2 separate regions of the Capra hircus genome follow, and region 2 is linked to region 1. A link is a contact called in public Hi-C data. All regions are on one chromosome and are shown on one strand. Each heading gives the region's core, a stretch centred on a gene start, on an enhancer-like site or on the middle of the called end of the contact. The rest is flanking DNA. Distances are from core to core; before and after follow the strand shown.

Region 1 (5,677 bases), core at 1,177-3,676:
CATCAGCCCTTTCCTTGAAGCTCACTGTGTGTTTTCTTCTGGCCAGCCAGGAGTTGAGAATCATAAAATTGTCAAATCTGTATTATCTATCACTTTATAATAAATTAGTCCAAAATTTAGCTGAAATTCATGCTTCCTGGGGATTAGAAATTTGGAAGCAGTTTAGCAGGGGGTTTCTGGCTCAGGATCTCTCATGAAGTTACAGTCAGGATGTTGGCCTAGGCTGTGGTATCTGAAGGCTTGACTGGGGCTGGAGGATGTGATTCTAAGATCCACCTGACAAGCTGGTGCTGGCTGTTAGCAGAGGCTCTCAGTTCTTCACCTCATGGATCCCCTTCTAGGGCTGCTTGGATGTCCTCATGACATGATGGTGGTTTCCTCCAGAGTAAGTCATCTGAAAGAACAATGTCTTTTTATGACAAACTTGCCTTAAGTCTCGCTTTCCCATGTGGCCCTTGCTCTCAAAAATGGTATGGCATTGCAGAATAGATGAAATTTCCCTTTTGCAAAACATGTCTGAGGTCCAAGTGAAGTGATGTGGGCTTTCTGAGGATCAAGGGACCTGCCCAGTGAGGCAGCAGGAGGATTCATGGGAATGGACAGAAAAACCCTGCCTCCTTGCCCTGATCCCAGTAACTCTTCCTTGGGGAAGGAGACCTGGTACCTGTGGACTGGTCAGAAGGAGGAAACTGCAGAGGCCTGGCTGAGTAAGGGGGCTGATTCTTGCTTACCGGAGAACCAAGAGTGTGTGGAGAAGGGCACTCTGAGACTAGACAGAGGCTTCCAGGGGGTTTCTGGAGGTGAGGTAGGGTAGGGACCCTGAAGGGCTCAGAAGTGACACAAGGAAGGGGGTTGTCAAGCGAGGGACAGGGCTCAGCGGGTAGGGGAGGGCAGAGAACCCAGAGAAGCATGGTCCTCTGGTTTTTCTGGCTGTCGCCCCGGGCCCAGATGCCCTCATTCATTCATCTGTCCCTTCATTCCTGCATATCTACTTGCCACAAAGACCAGGTCCCTGTCCTAGGTGAGGTTGAGGGTTGTTTGTATAATATATGAGGAGCTCACCTTCTTAGGGAGGGTTGGGGAACTGTCAGGAAAGGCTTCTCACAGGAGGTGAGGTCTGAGCTGCTTCATGGAGGGGAGGAGTAAGCCAAGCAAAGGGAAGGTGTTCTAGGCTAGGGGAGCGCTCGCAGGCCCAGGTGCGGCAGACCACAGGCGCCCCTGGCATGGCCACGGCAGGGCGAAAGGAAGGGTGTTGAGAGATGAAGCTGGAGGGGCCAGAGGGCGTGTGGCCCTGCCTGCCTGATGGGGCGGTTTGCATTTCTTCCAGAAGACAACAGGGAGATTATGAAGGAATTTAAGCAGAGGCATGAAGGGATCCTGGCGTGCTGCAGTCCATGGGGTTGCAGAGAATAGGACGCGACTGAGCGACTGAACAATGTGAAGGGATCACTTGGAAGTTTGGAAGGACTGTCCTGGCAGGAAGGACGAGGATCTAGAGAGGGAGAGTCCATGAAGATACGGCGCTAATCCAGGCTATGGGTGCGGGAGAAGAAGCAGGGGAGGGAAGGAGAGAAGGAGCCCAAGAGGCCTTTAGAAGGCTGAAGAGCCCTGCCTACAGACTGGGCGACAGCCGGGACCACAGACTGAGCTATCTCAGCTCGTCTTGGCGAAGTAGGGCACGAAGGCCAGCGAAGATCTCCAGTGTTGGGCCCAGCCCCGACACTGACCCAGCCAACCCCCGCCCCCAGCTCGCTGGCCTCCTCCCAGGCGGCGGTGGGGGGTGGGGGGCGGGTCATGCTCAGTTTGATCCAACCCAGACTTTAGCTGAAAGGTGGTGAGGAACTGTGAGTTGTGAAAAGCTGGGGTGGGGAGGCCACTTGGGAGCTGTAACCATAGGACAGTCAGAGGAAAGGAGACACTGTCCTGGGGTCAGAGAGTGAGGAGAGGTCCAGCCAAAGGGGAGAGGTGTGGCAGGGCTCCAGCCCTATCTGTGGGGACCTGGAAAGCGAGGTGAAAGAATCTGGCCACCTGAGAGGTGTCTGGGGGTCATGAGAGATGACCCCACACTGAAGACTATTTCCCGGAGCCCAGAACAGAGGCTGCGATCCCTGAGATTCATGAGACGGGAGTCGCATGCTTAGTTGCCTAGTCGTGTCCGACTCTTTGCGACCCTATGGACTGTAGCCTGCCAGGCTCCTTTGTCCATGGAATTCTCCAGGCAAGAACCCTCGAGTGGGTTGCCATTTCTTCCTCCAGGAAATCTTCCCCACCCAGGGATCAAACTCGCATCTCCTGTGGCCTCTGCACTGGCAGATGGATTCCTTACCTCTGAGCCACCTGGGAAGCCTGAGAGAGGAGTTACCCTCACCCCAAATTCTCAAAACTCCTTAATGGAGCAAGCTGTGCTGCTCACTCCTCACAGCAGATGGCGCCATCGTGCTGGAATTGGTGACTGAGGGGCCCAAGGAGTGGCCGCAATTCCTGCTTGAGAGTGGGAGGGGCCAGGAGCCGCTCTGGGGGCTGCTGGAGAGGGGTTGAGGGGGCGCACCCCAGTCCTGTCTCCCTCCCAGAGGGCCTGCTGCTCTCCTTGTGTCTACCCGCTCCACTCACTCCTCCCCACTCTCTGGGTTTCATCCCCAGCCTCTCTCTGCCCCTCCTCTCTGTCCCTCTCCCCTCCATTTCTGCCTTCAACTAGGGTCACTGTCTGTGAGCTGGTTCACTTGGGGGCATCATCACAGGACACGGAAACTCTAGGTCCAGCCAGGGGAGAGACATCTGCCAATGGGAATGTCACCATGGGGGTCTTTCCTGAGTGGCTCCGCCTAGGGCTGGTCACATCTTCTGTCCTCAGGAGGTGCTCACTACCCTCAACTAAGGAAGAGGTTACCAGGAGGCTCCCAGGAGCGTTCAACATCGGCAGGAGAGGCAGGGTAGAGAAAGCATTTGCTCTGAATGAATGAAGGACAAAATACATTGCGCCAGCTTTCAGTATGGTGACCCTCCCGCTGCTGACCCGCCCTGTACCTCCTACTCTCTAGGTCTTTAGCCAAGAAGGGAAACCTGAAGAACCCCTCCTTCTCTCCCCACTTCTTCCTTCCCTGGGGTGGGGCAGCTCATTTGTGGCAGAGTGGATATCAGTTGGTGCTGGAGATGCATGGAGTTGGGTTGGGGGGGTGCGGGGGGGTGCCTAGAGGGCAATGGGACCCAGGAGCAAGGATGACCGTGGCAGAAAGACCAAAGGGAGTCAGCTGGAGGGGTTCTGGGCTGGCAAGGCTGACTCTGGGGCCTGCTGTGCATCTGGAATCTTCTGGCAGATGTGAAAGTTGTCTCCGGAGTGGTTGTTCTGCAAGAAAGTAACTTGTTGCTTGATTTGTGGCTGAGGGAGGCATTGCTGATAAAGCTGCTAATGTGCTCGTTGCCTGTGGTGGGGAAAGGGAAGTCTTGGCTCCTAGCCCCTAAGGACCTTATGGTGCAGCTGGCGAGGGGCCCCAGGCCCAGTGAGATGAGAGCTTCAGTGTGAGGGAGCCAGGGCGATGGTGTTAGGGTGAGAAAGGAGGACTTCTTGGGGGAGGAAGAGATTCAGAGGGAGAAAGAAAAAGGGTTTCCCAGATTATGGAAGAGTGCAAGCAAAGGCATTGGGAAGGAGCAGAAGTTTGGGGGAATGGGGAGAGATGGGGGACACTTCTGACACATAGAAGACACTCGGCACATTTCCAAATGAAGGAAGATGGGGGGATGAAGGGGGAGAGGAGGGGGCAGAGAGCTGTTCTCAGGGGCAGGTCACCACCCTGTGGCACACGCTGCAGGAAGCAGCCTACCTGGGGAGCCCCGAGGCAGGCCCTTGCTTCCCCAGCCCCCACCCTAGGCTTGCTCACAAATATGAAGAGGCTTAAAAACAGGCTTGTGGCCAAACCCCACCCCCTCCTCCTCTTCTTCCAGGGCCTATCTCCACCCAATCCCTTGCAGAGGGGCAGCCACTCCAGCACCCTGCTGGAGGCAGGAGTGTTGCCACTGTGGGGTGACTAGCCAGCCAGCAACCCCCCACCAAGATGGCAGCTCAGGGAGACAGCAGGGCCTTTGTCTGGTCCTGACCCTGCCGAGGGGCCCACCGGCCTGAGTTTGCTCAATGTTAATAATTGACCAGGTGCCCAGGGACAGGGCCCCTCCGGCCACCTGGATGAAGGGCACTTGGGGCTGGGGCCTTGGCCTCCCACAGCATCAGGTGAGACTCACCTGGGGCCAGGGAGGAGAGAATCCTGGCCTTGGGTGAGGATCAAAGAAGCCTGATGCCTCCCGCACTGCTTCCGGAGCCCAGAATGAAGTGAGGGGCAGAAAGGGCCCAGCCCAGGCTGGAAGGACCAAGAGAGGCAGGAGGAGCACCTTTCAGAAAGGGGATGGAGGCTGGAGAGAAGACCCCGGGATGTAGGTGTGAGGTTCCCTGAGGAGGACAGAGCCACACTTTTAGAGCCGGCAGCCCCCTCCCAAACATCGTGTGCCCACAGGCCCCTTCCTCAGGCCCTCTGAGGAAAAGTGCCAGCCAGAGAGAGTGTTTGCGTTGACTCCTTCTGGGCGAGAGGGAAGAGGGTTACAGACCCACAGCCCTGGTCAGACCATGCGTGGTCTCTGGTCCTGGGTGAGTCCGACACTGTCCACCCCACAGCCACGTCAGGGGGCCTCCGCTGAGAGCAAGGAAGAGGGTCCGTGGTGATGGTTGCTTCAAGCTACAGGAGGGAGGGGACAGGAGAGGAAAGAGAGAACAAGGTGGGGAAGTGATGGTGTTCACAGCAGCACCAGCTCCAAGGGCTTCTTAGAAGGGACCTCGGTCAGTCACCCTAAGGAACCCTGTGAGCTGGGTGCTGTGACTCCCGCCATGGGACAGCTGAGGGAACCGGGCCTCAAGGCGATCCCCTGTCCACGTTGCAGAGTTGGGAAACAGCAGATCCAACCCATGACCTGGATCGCTCTCTTATCTGCTGGGGTCAGGATGGGGGAGGGGGACAGGCAGGGGAACAGGCCTCCTGAGCAGCAGAGTGGAGAATAATTGGGGGGGGGTGTGCAAAGGCAGGGATGACTCTGAGGTGGAAGGGGGTGGGATCCAGCTTCTTTAGCTGCTGCAGCCCTAATACCCAATATTCTCCTTAGGGAAGGAGACCAGGTGCGCTGGCCCCTGCGTGTCAGGCAAGTGTGTTTCAGGCCTCGAGAAGGAGGGGTGACAAGTCTCACACCCTCCTCAACCCCACCTCCTCTTCCCCTTTGGCTTCCCCTTTGAGAAGTCAATATTGATGTTTTACAACCCAAGATAAACACATTTTTTTCCCTCCTATACAGGGGTTATCTGGTCTGGAGGGTTAATCAGTGACCACTGGGGGCGGGGGGAGCCTCTGAGAAGAAAGCAGCTATTCAGTTCAGCCCCCACCCCCACCCCTCAGCTGCCCTCCTCCTCCCACCTGTTGCCCCCACTCCCCCGCCCAGTGGGGACTGACCTCGCCCTGCCAGTGGGCAGGGATGGGGCATCAGGGAGCCTGGCTGGAGTCTGAATGGGTGTGTTTAGGGGACTGTTGCGTGGGGTGCCTCCTGAGAGGGCATCCCAGGCAGTCTGCCCTGCGCGCAGAGGCTTTCTCACCCCGACCATCCCATTCTGGTGGCAGGACAGGAAGGCCTGCACGAGGCTGCCGTG
Region 2 (5,677 bases), core at 2,163-4,662, 220 kb after region 1:
ATTACATACAATCTCTTAAATTAAGATTTTTTTACTCATTTACAATAAAATAACCATGTGAAGTTACAAAAGGCATATATTACTGTGAAAAGAACATACACTCCACATTTTGCCGATTAATAATGGCAATCATAACTTAACATAATAAAAGAATATATATCTATTGCTTTCCATCATACTTGATAAATACAGTATGAACAAAATTTTCAATGTATACTTTTCACAAGATAATAAATAAGTTAAATAGTTTTTTTTTTCATATTGAGTTGTGGTGCAGTGGTGCGAATCAACTCAAAACAGCTAAAAATTCAGCAGTTATTCCCCATCAATTACAAACTAAGCTCTGCCCAAGGCTTCCAGAAAGAGCAGACAAAATGGTTCTAAATTAAACATCCACTAAGTGGTGGCAATGAAACCAGTAACCAGTATGAAACTTTGGAATGCAAGGTTTTCTTTTTTCCAGACATATATAACTTTGTTAAAAAACAAACACCTATGGAGCTGAGGTGTACTATCAAGGCATATTCTTGGCAGAATATTGGATTCTAAAAGCTTATAGGTTTAGCAAGGCGGTGGTTGGCTGGTTTGTTTACACTGGTCTGGGACAAACAATTAGGAACTTCTCTCAAGACAAGAGTCCCGACATCTGGACTGTAACTAATGCTTTTCAAGTGAAGATATGGAATGGTGGTTGATAGCTGCTGGTGCTGGGTTGATTTTTCCTAAAATCCCAAACGCATCGGAGACCTAAAAAAGTTTGTTGTTTGGTTTTTTGTTCTATCCGCATCACAACTGCTCTGTTGTGAGTCTTTTGTTCATCAATACAAAAAGTTCGTTGGCTTTTTTCCCGCTCAACAAGAATGAAACTTCGTAATAATAATAAAAATAATAATAATAATTAAAAAAAAAACAAAAACAAAGAGGGAACCGAAAGGGGAGGGGTGGGGGCCCCTCCCGGCACTCAAGTTCGAGTCCAAGTGCTCGGCACAGCCTGCAGTCTGCTTGTGGCCGATGTCACTCCCCACACTCCCGTGCCCCTCTGCCCCTAAGCAGGGGCGCCCTCCAACACCCCCAGAACGGCCTTCCCTTCCTTCTCCTCACTGGCGCCCTCTTGCCTCAGTCGTCGGAGACGGAGAGGCGGCTGAAGATGGGTAGGCGGCGACCCGGGTCAAGGCCGGGGGACTCAGAGCCGCTGAGGCTGCCCGAGCTCAGGGAGCCGCTCAAGTAGCTGTCGCGGTCCGACAGCGAGTCTGGGGGGCTAGGGGGCGCGTCGAACACCGGCGACTCGGACAGGCGGCGCGGCAACTGGAAGCTGAAGGGCGGCGAGGGCGGCGCGGCGGCGCTGGCAGGGAGGGGCGCGCTGGGCGGCGCCGGGGGCTGCGCGGGGGGCACCAGGCCCTGTTGCTGCTGCTGTTGTTGGCTGCGATAGTAGGCGGCAGCAGCCACAGCGGCAAAGTTGTGGGTCTGGATGGCGAGCGGTGTGATGAGGCTGCTCAGCTCCGGGCCGAAGGCGAAGGCGTTGTTAGCGCACGAGGCCGACGAGCAGGTGGCGCAGGGCGCGCCGGGTGCAAGCAAGTCCTCGGCGCCCCCGGTGCCGTACAGCAGCGCGGCCGCCGCCGCGGCCGCAGCAGAGGCGCAGCACGTCGGGGCGCCGGAGGGCGTGGAGGCTGCCGAGGCCGACGAGCAGGACGAAGCGGACGACGAGCAAGACGAGGCCGAGGAGCAGGAGGGTGGCGGCGGTGTGCGCGACGTGGGGCTGTCGAGAAGCAGGGGCGACTCGAGGCCCCCAGGGGGCTGGTGGTGGCCCGACGGGAAGCCCGAGAAGCTGAGGCTATGGTGCAGCTTGGGCCGCGGTTCCCGCGGGAAGCCTAGGTGCAGCGCATCGCGGGCGCTGAAGGTGCGCAAGTCCCCGGAGGCGCCCCCGGACGGCGCGGGTCGCCGCTCATCAGCGTTATGGATGAAGTGGCAGCGCGGCCCGTAGGGGCAGAAGCCGATGGTGTGGAAGGTGCGGCACAGCTCGGTTTTGTACTTGGGGTGCCGCGTCAGGCTGCGCAGCTCGTGGAAGCCGTGCGCGAACTGGCACTTCTCGCCGTACTTGCAGGTGCCACTCTCCTCGAAGGGCCGGCACAGCTCAGTTTTGTAGCGGGTCGAATTGATCTGGGAGCCGCCGCCCCCCTTCTGCTGTTGCTGCAGGTGCAGGAGGTGCTGGCTGCGCTCCCCGTTCTCGCTGAACGAGCGGTCCCGGAATTTGTTCTCCTTGTTCAGCAGGGCGGTGCCGCCGCCCCCCGACGGCTCCTTGAGGGTGCCGTAGGAGGCCGAGCCGCCGGCCGCCGCGCTACCGTTAGCCGCGCCCGGGAACTTGGGCGAGCAGCTGCCGGGGCTAGGCGCGGGGTGGGCGAGCGCGTGCAGGTTGCTGGCCGAGTGCCGTCGGAGGAAGCCCGGCGTGAAGCCCGAGCTGGGGGCGGTGGCCACGGGTGTCCCCACCGCCTTCTTGTCCAGCATGTTGTTCAGATTGAGGTTGGCCAGGGATTTCTCCGTCTGCCAAGAGGAGGGGAGCGGGGAAGAGATGAAAAGGGAGGAGGGAAGAGTTGGGGCGAGTTGCGGAGTAGCCACTACCAGCCCTCCGATTCTTTTTCCTTTTTTCGGATCTCGATTCGGCCCAACTTCCACACTTAAACGCGCACAAGAATCAAGTTCGTACTGGGAGGAGCCGGACTCTCCCACCCTAGGCCGCGCTGCGTCGCGACATGTGATCCTCAGCCGTGGGCCGCAGGCCTGGGCGGCGCAAACCCCGTCCGGGAAGCCCCGGGCAGCGTGGCTGCGGTGAAACTTAACAGCTACAGCGACTCCCTTCTGCCTTTCCTCCCAGCTGCTCCTTCTCCCCGCCCACAAGGCTCGAGCAACAGTGCAAACTCTGGGATTTTTCCCGAATCTAAAAAAGTCAGAGCGGGAAGAGAACCCCCAAAGCCGAGGACAGAAGGCCAAGCCTGAGAACTTGAAGGGCTCCCTGCTCACCCGCGTACCTTGCACAAGAAGTCGATATCGTAGAAGGCGGACAGAAGTGTGGTCGACATGTTTCTGGATCCTCTAATGGTCGGAGCTGGAGACTGGGAGATCCGGAGGAGCCCTCGGGGCGGCGCGGCCGGGCCCGAGCCACGACGAGTAACGGGCGAGGGGCGAGGGAGAGACCGAAAGTTTGCTGGGGGGCGAGAAAAGAGGGAGCGGGGGCAGCAGCGTGGACTGGTTTGAGGGTGCCCGGGAGTGCGGAGTTGGGGGGAAAGAAGAATTAAGCTAGAGCGCTCCTCCGCGCCCCGGGGTGCCCGGCCCGCCCCCCCCGCGCGGAGCCGACGGCAGCTCGCGGACTGGTGGAACTCAGCGGCCCGCGAGCGCGCGCCCTATATAGAGCCCCCGGAGCGCGGCCGCTCCGGGGCGGGCGTGCGAGGGGAGGGGACAGAACGCTGACCCCGTAGGGGTCTCCAGGCAACGCCTCCCGCCCGCTGGCGGACGTCAAGAGCCTTCCTGGCCTCCCATTGGCCGCCGCCAATTTTTTTCCTCTGGGGGAGGGGACGAAGAGGCCTCGGGGCGGGGCTGGCCGCCTTGGGCTCCCGGGGCGGCGTGGAGATCTCGGCGGAGATGGGTGCTGCTGGTTGGTGGCGGGAGGATACGGCTCCCTTCTTCTGGGGCTGTTCTGTCGGAAATCCCCAGCAGGTCTAACGTGGTTGGGTTTCTGCAGCCCTGAACGTGTCTTTCCCCGCCCGATCCTGCTAGACGAAATTGCGGAGCTTTTATCTCCTACTCTGTTTAATATTGGGCGCGGGAATTGCAAAGTGCAAGAATATTGCAACCGTCCGCGCGGCCCGGCTGCTTTGGAAAGGGTCCTCTGGCCGGGGGGGCGGGGACTCTGGGCCCGAGTTTAATGGGTGGTGGCTGCGTCCCGACTGCACGTGGAGATGCGGTGGGGGTGGGGGCGGGAGCGGCCACGCGGGCGGCCGCCTGGGCAGTCTCTCCCGGAGGAGCCTGGGCCCGTTTCTCCGCCCCTCTTCCCGCCCAGACTGCAGTAAACAGGGCTTGAATGCCGAGGCCTGCCGGGCAGGGCTGAGTGTCTGAGGACAAGGCGCTGGCTTTGCTAATCACATCACAAGACCTTGAGCCAGGGCCAAAGTCGCAGAGTGGCGCGGGGCGTCCCGGGCGGGAGAGCCGCCTGGGAGGACGGGAGGAAAGGCCGGGAGAACCGCGCAGGCATGGAGGCCACTTCCCGCCGCCTTGTCCGTCTGCTGGTCTGTCCGGCTTTCCACAGTCCTCCTGGGGGTCGAGGTACAGCTGCCCGCTGAGGCTCCCGTCCGCCGCAGCCTTGGCCTGGCGCGCCCCTCCTAGACCCTCCCTGGCCGTTCAGGGCGCCGCGCCCTTCCTTAGCTCGTCCTGGGTTGCGGGCTCCCGCTGAGGACTACCCGCAGCCAGGCAAGGCTGGGCACCGAGGATACACCTAGTGGGCTCTCCTTACCTTCTCTTGCCACTCCCACACCCCAGAAGCCTGCATTGGTATAAGATTTTGCCAGCCAGTGCCCTCTGGGTGTGAGGCAGACACCACCCCGCCCCAGCACCCAGTGAGGCTTAAGCCTCTGTTAGATCTGGGGTCCTGTCCAGGACACTTCTCCGCGTCTATGCAGACGCTGCCTCTGAAAGGCTGGAGTCCGGCCCATGATTTCGCACACCTGGCAGCCTAGGCTGTTACTGGGCCTAAGTTGGAAGGTCCAGTACCTGCCAGGGAAAGAAGCTCCTGCGACCCACACCCCCTTGCCCAGTTGATCTTATTTCTGGCTGTGTATCCTTGTGCTTATTTACATTCCGCTGCACTCACTCCCTCTCTCAGTACCCTGGGAAGGAATGAACTAGGCCTGTCTCTCAGGAAACCAACTCCTTCAAGTTCAGCTTGCATGCAGAGCCAACTGCTGGACTCTCTACCCATCCAGGGTGCTTGAGCCAGGGCAGGGCTGTAAGGACTTCAGGATCAGAAACAGGGCTGGAGTTCAGCCTCCTTCCCTTAAAAACCGCATGGTTTTAGACAAATCACATAATCACTTGGGCAACTGGGTTTCCTTGTAAAACTAACATAATTTCTGCTTTACTAATCTATCACCTTTTGTCAAGGTGCCAATGCAAATGAGTTATCTGTTATGGTGTTTAAAAGATAAACAAGTATATTCCATCTTACTTATTAAATTGACAAAGCAAAAAAATGGAGCAAGTCAGACCTCTGGAGCATGGCTGGATGGGTGAAGGTCCACAGAATAGTGAATGTAGAGCTGAGAGGGCACCAAATTTTGGACCCTCCAGCTTGGAGCCAAGGGCAGTGACCTCAGAAGGAGTGACTGCTTTAGTCTCACCACCCAGCCTATACTGATCATTAGACAGGCTGGGCATTCATGGCAGACACGTGTAGCCTAGAATGCCCAAGAACCCTGACTCTGTTTTGTTCCTTGTTGAAATGAACCCAAACGCAAGAGTTTGAGGATGGCTCTGACAGTGGGATATTTTGAATTGCCCCTGGGAATGCATCAGGGAAGTGTGAAACAGCCATTTCCCAGGCCACCACCCCTGCTACTGAAAGTCAGTGACAAGATTTCATATACAAAAACCAGTGGAAACGTGTCTCTCCTGTACTCCCAAGCTGGCGACA

Evidence for each region. Hi-C and Micro-C count contacts between places; a contact is called where the count stands out from the background.
Region 2: a contact with region 1 is called in a Hi-C map of blood, with 5 times the contacts expected there. The contact joins the promoter of ZFP36L2 here to the enhancer-like site in region 1. A contact is called at or near these places in 2 of 5 Hi-C or Micro-C datasets (both in blood).

Annotation. Positions count from the first base shown.
Region 1 is chr11:25,168,960-25,174,636 of ARS1.2, forward strand. No RefSeq gene overlaps it. Among named protein-coding and RNA genes, the nearest start is that of TRNAI-UAU, 150 kb to the left of the region's middle. Within about 2 kb of position 2,427, at least 3 of the 5 cell types and tissues checked have an H3K27ac peak or open chromatin away from gene starts, as enhancers often do.
Region 2 is chr11:25,387,235-25,392,911 of ARS1.2, forward strand. It overlaps ZFP36L2 (zinc finger protein 36, C3H1 type-like 2), which reads right to left and starts at 3,413. Exons shown (of 2, transcript XM_013967582.2): 1 at 3,024-3,413; 2 at 1-2,538. The coding sequence starts at 3,074. The coding sequence ends at 1,117.